Linked DNA regions of Macaca mulatta: region 1 is linked to region 2. A link is a contact called in public Hi-C data. All regions are on one chromosome and are shown on one strand. The core of a region is the stretch at or near the end of the contact, and the rest is flanking DNA. Distances in the headings are between cores, read along the strand shown.

The links. A called contact is a pair of places that touch in the nucleus more often than the background predicts.
Region 1: a Hi-C map of cortical neurons shows a contact between it and region 2, with 4 times the contacts expected there. The contact joins the promoter of NANP here to the promoter of ZNF337 in region 2. A contact is called at or near these places in 3 of 14 Hi-C or Micro-C datasets (cortical neurons, fetal cortex germinal zone and fetal cortical plate).

What each region holds. Positions count from the first base shown.
Region 1 is chr10:58,501,199-58,505,869 of T2T-MMU8v2.0, reverse strand. NANP (N-acetylneuraminic acid phosphatase) reads right to left here and starts at 1,663. Exons shown (of 2, transcript NM_001266157.1): 1 at 1,539-1,663. The coding sequence starts at 1,628. It overlaps LOC114670419, which reads left to right. Exons shown (of 4, transcript XR_013399698.1): 1 at 1-1,470.
Region 2 is chr10:58,440,137-58,444,686 of T2T-MMU8v2.0, reverse strand. It overlaps ZNF337 (zinc finger protein 337), which reads right to left and starts at 2,032. Exons shown (of 3, transcript XM_077951044.1): 1 at 1,905-2,032.

The DNA of each region.
Region 1 (4,671 bases), core at 414-2,913, 62 kb before region 2:
GGCAGCATACGAGGGTGGAAGGTGCTGTAATTCGCTGAGTGGACACTGCACCCATGGGCTTCCCAAGCATTACAGGGTTATTGAGGACTAATATAATTCACATTTTATGAAGATATAAGGCTCCGACTGGTTAATTCCTTGAGGCACTTTCAGCTAGGTTTTCGGAGAGCTGTGATTCATATTCAAATGTCTGATTTTTAAAGCCCAAACTCTGGAACTACAGCAAGAATTGGCCTAAAGCAGTAATTTAATTGGAATGCACAGGGCTCAGCTTACTAATAACACACAGGTAAATATGCAACGTCCGCAGCCAGAGATACTGGAGGCAATATGGCACAGGGTGGTACCCCGGAGGTGGAGGCCAACGTTATATAGAAGGGACAGTTAAAAGTGGGGAATGCCTCAGTAAAGTCATGAAGACAGACTTCAAAAATGTCCACGGATTCTGGCAATTTGGGATTGCCTAGTGACCCACCAAGTCTATTCAGTCTAGTGGTGAAGATAAAGCAACATTACCATGGATTTAGTAATAAATAGGAGGTAGAGATAAGGAGATAACGGGTATGGATTTCTCCGGGAAAACATGGTTGTCAAGAGAGACAGGTAACATCTAGAGCAGGAAGAACAGCCCAAAGGGAGGCATCCTTTTTACAGCTTTTTTAAAACTATAGGGTAAACATGAATATACGGCAGGAGTGGAATGCAGCTAAAAAGAAAACGGATGAGGTAGTGGAAGAACCAGGGACACAAAAACTGATGAAGCATGAAGAGGACGGGGAGCTCAGGTTTGGACGAATTAGCTTTTGAAAGTGGGTTTTCCACATCTGATAAATCCTTTGCTTTCCCCTTGAAGCTGAAGAAAGAGAAAGAGAAGCCGGGGTGGACTCGGGCTGGAACACGGGAAGGTCTGAAACTGCCTCCGCGCGTGTAGAGGAGCGGTGCCGCGAAGCAGCGCCTCGGGAAAGGCATGCCCTCGCAGCACGGGCTTTTGCTGTGTCACCTCAGAAAGCCACGGGGACCACCACCCCGCCACGGAGGCCAGAAGGAGTTCTGTGGGGACAATTCTCTAAAGCAGGGCTTATGTCCAGGCTCGGTACTGACAGCCGTGTCCCTTCTTGGGGCAACACTGGGGCTAAGTCTACCAAGTCTCCTCCCGGCACCCCCCACACCGACACCCTGACTGGGGGCGGGCCCAGCGCCTGGTCTCGCGGCTTTGCTGTCGCTTCCCACGCCCACGGGCACCTCCGCCACCGTGGCAGCCGTCACGGAGCCCTTCCGCGTCCCGAGCGCCGAGGCACCCGCCAGCGGCCGCCCCGGGGCTCGAGGTTGGGTGGCGAGCGGTGGCCAGGTCAGGGAAAGCAGACCCGCAGGGCCCGCGCACCTCCAGCCACCTCCGCACCCGGACGCTCCCGAGGTCTCAACCAGCAAGAGCGGCCCAAGGCGCCAGGGTGGAAGTGGGGTCACGGGGAGGTGAGCGCGCAGGACGCTGCGGGGCGCACTGACCCCGCCCAGAGGAGCGCCACTGGAGGGGACGTTACCTCCAACATGCCTCTCCTGCTCGCCCCGGCAGTGTCGATGAGAGTGTTATCCAAGTCAAAGAAAACGGCCCGCACACGGCTCAGCCCCATAGCGCCGGCCGCTCGCGCGACCCGTAGCCTCGCCGCCGCCGCCTGCACATGCGCAAGGCGGGCTGCCCCGCGAAACGTGGGAGGAGCCGCGAGGTCACCAGACCCTCTCCAGGCGGCGGGGGAATTCCCGCGATCGGTTCATTCCCTGCGCCGCCGAGAAAAGTGAGATCCCGCGAGATTCCCGGGGTCCGGTCTCTCAAGAGTGCTGGAAGCGTGCGTGGGCGCGGCGGCGTGGCGCGACTTCTCAGTGGCTGTGGCTGGGGTTGGTCCGAAGCGTGGTCCTCTTCCTGGTGTCTTTCTGCTTCTTGCTTACCTCCCTGGGCCGTCCGGCGCGAGGGACCGTCATCGCTGCCTCTAGGGAGGTTGTCTGCGCTGCCAGGCGCTGGGCAGCGGGCTCTCCGGGTGGCCGGACGGGCGGCGCGGAGTCGTCTGCGGGCCCGGTGTCGGCCGTGAGCGCCCGCGGTCCTAGCCTGGCTGTGCGTGCAGGTCACTGTCGGCGATCCGGGGATGGCAGAAGGTGGAGCCTGCGCCTTCCCACCTCGCGCCGTTTGCGGCCTTCACCGGGGTGGAATCCCTGTCAGCTTGGGCCCGCGCCAGCCTGTTTTTGAAAGAAAGATGTGACTTGGGTCTCTTACAACCCGTTGAGTACCTGTGCCCGAAGACGAAGGGACTGTGTGGTGGCTGCCCCATGTTTTGCCCTTCCTGATTGCTTTCCTGAAACCTTGAGTTCTCAGGTTTTTGGATGCCTTTTACTCGGTTGTTTTCAGGCTCAGCAAGAGGTTGAGGGGCGTCGACCGCTTGTTAAACCCGCGGAAGGGCTGTAGCAGCTCTTGCCTCCTAATGCTGGCAGAACGGGGATCGTGACCCTAATCTCTAATCTTTGTCTCTCTTGGGTAACTTTACTGTAATTTGGATATGTGGTCATCTTTAATGACCAGAAATTGACTGTCAGGTATTACAGAGCTACAGGCCAATTACCTGATTTTGTTTAGCCAGTTAGCTAAGTGGTTTATTTTTAAATTTATTTTTATTTTCGAGATGGAGTCTTGCTCTGTCACCCAGGCTGGAGTGCAGTAGCGTGATCTCCGCTCACTGCAACCTCTGCTTCCCGGGTTCAAGCAATTCTCCTGTTTCAGCCTCTTGAGTAGCTGGGATTACCGGCGCATGTCACCACCCCCGGCTAATTTTTGTATTTTTAGTGGAGACGGAGTTTCACCATGTTGACCAGGCTAGTCTCGAACTCCTGACCTTGTAATCCACCAGTCTTGGCCTTCCAAAGAGCTGGGATTACAGGCGTGAGCCACCGAGCCTGGCTAAGGGTGATTTTTTACATTTGTAAATGGATTTTAAAAATGGATAAAAAAAATCAAAATAACAGTATTTTGTTGCACACAAAAATCAGTAAATTTTAGTGCCCATAGTTGCATTAGAACACAGCACACTCATTCATTTCTGTATCGTCTGCAGCTGCTTTTGCCATACGGAAGCAGAGTAATTGCAAGTGAGATCACATGGCTGGAAATCCTAAAGTATTCATTATTTAGCTCTTTAGAGAAAAAAATTGCCACTCTCTCGCCTCGCTGGTGGAACTCCTTAACAGATCACTGATGTTCAGTAGGTTAGATTAATTGGTTTATCTTTATATTAATAGGAATTTCTTCTGCAGTATTAGACTACCTACAGTTTCTGTATTTTATGGAGCACAATCACAGTTGACATCTCATTGCTGGGGTGAAGAATAAACCCATATGCATTCTTCAAAACCATGACTCCTTTCTGTGCTTACCTCGTTGATGTATAGGGCTAGCCTATCAATTGTGGACATTTAGATTAGCAATCAGCCAAAATTATGAATGCATTAATTGGAGTTAGACTTTTAATTGCCTGAAATGTCAGAATCAATTTAACATAAAACCATAGGCACACGAAGCTGTTAGGATTGGAGCAGGTTTTTTTTTTTTTTTTTTTTTTTTTTTTTCTGACTGGCATGCAGAGTTTGTTGATTTAGGCACAAATCTAAGGTTAGATGAGACATAGCAGTCTGTATAATCCTTTTAAGGGGATGAATTGTTTGACAGATTTCTTTTTGTGGCAAGTTGTCTAATGGCATTCCATGACCTATCCAACTTTGTGTAGAGCACCCTATTCTGTTGCTGTTCATAAAAATCTGAATCTGTTGTCCCACCCGCAGCACCTATTGAAAATAAAAAACAGGAGAGGGAGGATAAAAATTGGTCTATACTGCCTCCTCCAATTGCAGAAACATCTGTACCGCCTCCTTCGGTGGTAGAAAAAAAATCCCAATACAAAGAATTTTACACTCTGCTGTCATAGCTGGAGAGCCCTTAGGATCTTGCGCTTTTCCTCTTTCGGTAAGGCCTGATCCAAATAATCCACAGTAGGTTATTCATAAACACACTCCACAAGAATTTAAGTTTTTGAAGGAATTAAAAACTAGTGTGGTCAATAATGGAGTACAAAGCCCATGGTTCCCAGAGGAAGGAATGCTAGACGTAGAACTCTGGGAACAAGTGGGGAGAAACCTTAAACAACATCAGGCGCAAAGGCATCAGGTCCTGATGAAGTCTTTAATGTTATGGGCTTTAATTTGAGCAGCCCTGGCACAGTTACACACAGAAGATCCTAAAAAGAGGAAGGAGAAGAAAGTGTCACCTGCCTTATCACCTCCTCTTCCCTCAGCCCCAATATCACTGGGCCAAAATAACAAAGAGGAAACAGGTCTTACCTAAGCCTCCTCCCCAATAGATAGGAAAAGGGACAGAGGATACGCTACAGCTATCAGTCCCTGTCCAGGCTCTACTATAACCAGCACGGACCTAGGGGGACTGAACAAAAGAGGGGAACACGGGAATGAAAGACAAGAGATAAAAGTATATTTGGAAGAAGGGGTCAGAGGGCACCTTGCCTCCAGTGGACAAGGGGCCTGAGCTTTACATAGCCCTCCGTATTAGTCAAAAGAGATAGCGAGAAAGGGCTTGGTTGTCAGGTAATAGTCGGCCATTTGGTTCATAGCAGGATTGCG
Region 2 (4,550 bases), core at 783-3,282:
CAGATGCTGAAGGAAGTTATTTTAGCCCAAAATATACTTCTTTGACAAGTTTTGAAGTGGCTGCCACAGGCGCAACATACTGAAATGGATAGCCCCGCAAAGCTGCCTTTAGTGGGAAAATTTGCATCTGTAGCAAATCTCCACTAATGTAGCCAGATCTCCTTCGTTCTAAGCCTTTCCTAGGTCTGGAAGAGACAGCCAGTTTGACGCATGGTGGCTCACACCTGCAATCCCAGCACTCTGGGAGGCCGAGGCAGGTGGATCACCTGAGGTCACGAGGTCAAGACCAGCCTGAGCAACATGGTGAAACCCCATCTCTACTAAAAATACAAAAATCAGCCAGGCGTGGTGGTGGGCACCTGTAGTCCCAGCTACTCAGGAGGCTGAGGCAGGAGAACTGCTCAAACCGGGGAGGTGGTAGTGGCAGTGAGCTGAGATCACGCCACTGCACTCTAGCCTGGGCGACAGAGCAAGACTCTCTCTCAAAAAAACAAAAACAAAGAAAGAAACAAAAATAACTGAAAACATACATTTACCATCTATTCTGTGGGCTGCCAACTAAGAGGCTTCATCTACATAACAAGAACTTTGATCTATGCAATCCCCTTAACTCTGGCATACTTCTGATTCCAGTCTTTAGGCAACAGCTTAAGTCTCTCAACCAATTGTCCACTAAAGAATACCTAAGTGCCCCCATGAGGTGTAAACCCGTTTGGAGATACTGGATTTTTGGGAGGAACCCACGTGTATCTTTCTCATATTGATTTATGATTTTCTGAGGCAGGATCTCGCTGTGTTGCCCAGGCTGGCATGCAGTGCAGCCAACATAGCTCGTTACAGCCTCCACCTCCCGGACTCAACTGACTGGGCCACCGAAGTAGCTGAGACCACAGGCATGGGACACCACGCTCTGCTAATTTTTTATTTTTCTAATTTCACGTAGAGACAGGGTGTCTCGCTGTGCCGCCCAGGCTGCTCTGGAACTCCTGACCTCCCACAGTGCTCAGCCTGATTTATGATTTTACCTGAAATTCCTGTCTCCCTGGATTGTATAAAATTAACCTGCAAGCCGACCACCTCGGACACTTTCTCAGGACCTCTTGAGACTGAATAACCTGGGCCACAGTCACTCACACTGACTCAGAATAAACCTCTTTAAATATATTTTGCCATCATTAGCAGGGCTCCAGGGAAGAGGCCACCTGGGTCCCCACAGCTACCTCACCTCCCGCGGACGCTGCCCCACGCAGAGCCCCCCACACACGTCTAGAAGTGCCCGTGCCAGGACATCTGGTCCCGGCCTACCCTCCCACCCAAGGAAGATAGTCCCAAGGCGGGCTGCCCCCAACCCAAAGCAGCGACCCTTCCCCAAAACACGCGGGCGAAGTCCTCCCCGGTCCCGCCTCCCACAACAAAGTCTGGAGCATCAAGAGTCGGAGGGAACCCGAGTCGGACCTAGTCCATCAGTCTCTGGGCTGTAACCCCCACCCAACTGGTGGACCCAGTCTGTGGCCGAGTCCCCCACCACCTCCAGCCAAACGACCCCCGTGGCAGCTACCTAGGCCGCTGGCCCGTCCCCACTCGAGGAGCGGCGACCCTGGCACACGGAGACCTGGGTTGCTCGGCGCCCCTGTGAAATCCTGGCTGCCTAACCGCCACTACACGCAACCGGGGACGGAGACGGAGTAGCGGCCCAGACCCGAGGCGCTCGGCGAGCCGCAGCACCACAGCCCACTCCAAGGCGCGGCCTGGGTCTCCGCCCCTCCCCAGAACATGGAGACGCCGGGCCTGAGGGAGGGCGCGCTACGGCCCCAGCAGCGCCCTGGCGTCCCAGGCCTTCCCGGCCCTTCTTCCTGCGCAGGAAGGGCGCGCTGGAGAGAGGGACCCGCAGGAGCGCGACTCACCAAGGCGGCTGACGGCGAACCGAGGAGGTGAGGTCACCGACGGTGGACTACCCACCTCACGGCTCGGTGACGCCCAGGGATCTGGACCGCTCGGCGCCGCCCGGGCTGCGCTACGCAGAAGCCTCTGCGCGGCCGGGACTACGCTACCCAGAATCCTCGGCGCGACCCGTGGCTCTGCGACCCTCCGCTTCGCATCCCCACAGTGGACTACGCTCCCCAGAGTCCTCGGCGAGTCGTCCAGGTACACGCCCCAGAATGTTGGTCAAAGCCGTCCACAGGGGACTGCGCGACCCGGAATCCTTGGAAGGACTCCCCTGACAGGCGCCGCGACCCTGTGGTCTTTTGGACGCGGAGGGATCCTTTCAGAACCGGCGATTTCTTTTATTTATGTAGCCCTGTACATACAATAAGAATATTTGTCCATTTCTATGATATAGGTAAATAATTTTCCCACTGTCTTTTGATTATGGTTATATCTTTTTTTCTTTTCTTTTTTCTTTTTTTTTTTTTTTGCTATGTAGTCCTTTTGATCTCTGAGAGATTTTCCTACGGATTTTGTGGTTTTATCATTCGCATTTAGATCTCTCAATGGTTTTTCTCCAGGTATACACTGTGAATATATACTTATTTTTAAAATTTTCCAGTATTTTATTTTCCCATTAAATTTATTAAAAATATAGTCTTTTACCACATAATTTAAGGTTTCAGCTACATCACTGAGTATACTCACAATTTACATTTGCATTTCAATTTCTAATTTTCCCCCATATATCTAATTATGCATCAGTGCCACAATTCTTTCATTATGTGGTGTGTATAATATGCCGATATCTTTTGTGGCTTGCCAAACCACCTAGACTTTATATTTCAGGCCTTTACTAGGTATACTTTCTGTTTGCTTTTTCTCTTTTGGTTTTTAAATTTTTAATTATTCAGGATAAATATTAGTTGTACATATTTATAGGTTACATGTTATATTTTGATACAGGCATACAGTGTTTAATGGTCAAATTAGGGTGATTGGGGTATCCATCCCCTCAAGCATTTAGCATTTCTTTGTTTTAGGAACTTTCCAGTTCTCTCTTTTATTTTTAAATATATAATAAAATTGTTCTTAACTATAGTCACTGTATAGTGCTACCAACTACTAGAACTTATTCATTCTAACTGTATTTTTGTACCCATTAACGAGTCCCTATTTATCCCCTCTACCCACCATCCTTCCCAACCTTTATTAACCATCTCATTCTACTTTCCGTCTCCATGAGTTCATGTTTTTAGCTCCCACAAGTGAGTGAGCACATGTGATATTTGTCATGCTGTGCCTTATTTCACTTAACATAATGTCCTCCATTTTCATACATGCTATTGAAAATGACAGAATTTCATTCTTTTAATGACTGGCTAATATCCCATTGTGTTTTTGTACCACACTTTCCTTTTCCATTCATCTGTTGATAGACACTTTGATTCTATATCTTTACTATTTTGAATAGTGCTGTAGTAAACATGAGAGTGCAGATATATTCTTGAAATACTGATTTCCTTTCTTTTGGATATATACTCAGCAGTGGGATAGCAGTGGGATTGCGGGATCGTATATATTTGTTAATTCTTTTGAGGAACCTCCATACTGCTCTCCATAGTGGTAATACTAATTTACATTCCTAACAACAGTGCATGCTGGTTCCCCTTTATCCACACCCTCACCAGTATTAATTATTGCCTGTCTCTTGAATAAAAGCCATCTTGACTGGGGTGACATGATATCTCATTGCGGTTTTGATGTACATTTCTCTGCTGATTAGTGATATTGAGCATTTTTTTCATACACTTGGCTGTTCGTATGTCTTATTTTGAGAGAGATCTGTTCAGATCTTTTGCCCATTTAAAATACCAGGTTATTTGTCTTTTTCCTATTGAATTGTTTTAGCTCCTTATATATTCTGGCAATTACTTTCTTTTCAGATGGATAGTTTGCAAATATTTTCTCCCATTCTGTGGATTGTCACTTCACTTTGTTGATTGTTTCCTTTGCTGTGCAGAAGATTTTTAGTTTGATGTGGTCTCATTTGTCCACTTTTGCTTTGGGTGCTTGTGCTTTTGCAGTCTTACCAAGAAACCTTTGTCCACCCCAATGTCCTGGAGTGTTTCCCCAATGTTTTCTTCTAGTAGTTTTATAGTTTCAGGTCTTAGATTTACCTTTAATGCATTTTGATTTGATTTTTATATGTGGTTAGGGGTTTACTTTAGATAGGGATTTAGTTTCATTCTTCAGCAAATGGATATCCAGTTTCGCAGTGCCATTTATTGAAATGACTGTCTTTCCCCAATGTAAGTTCTTTGCACCTTTGTGGGATATGAGTTGAACTATAAATGCGTGGACTTATTTCTGGGCTCTCCACTCTGTTCCATTGGTCTGTGTGCCTATTTTTAATGCCAGTTTTGCTGTGTGGATTACTATAGTTTGTGTAATTTGAAGCCAGATAATGTGATTCCTCCAGCTTTATTACTTTTGTTCAGGGTGGCTTTGGCTATTTTGGATCTTCCATGGTCCCATATAAATTTTAGGATTAATTTATCTATTTCTGTGAAGAATGTCATTGATATTTTGATTGGGATTGCACTGAATCTGTAGACTGGGTG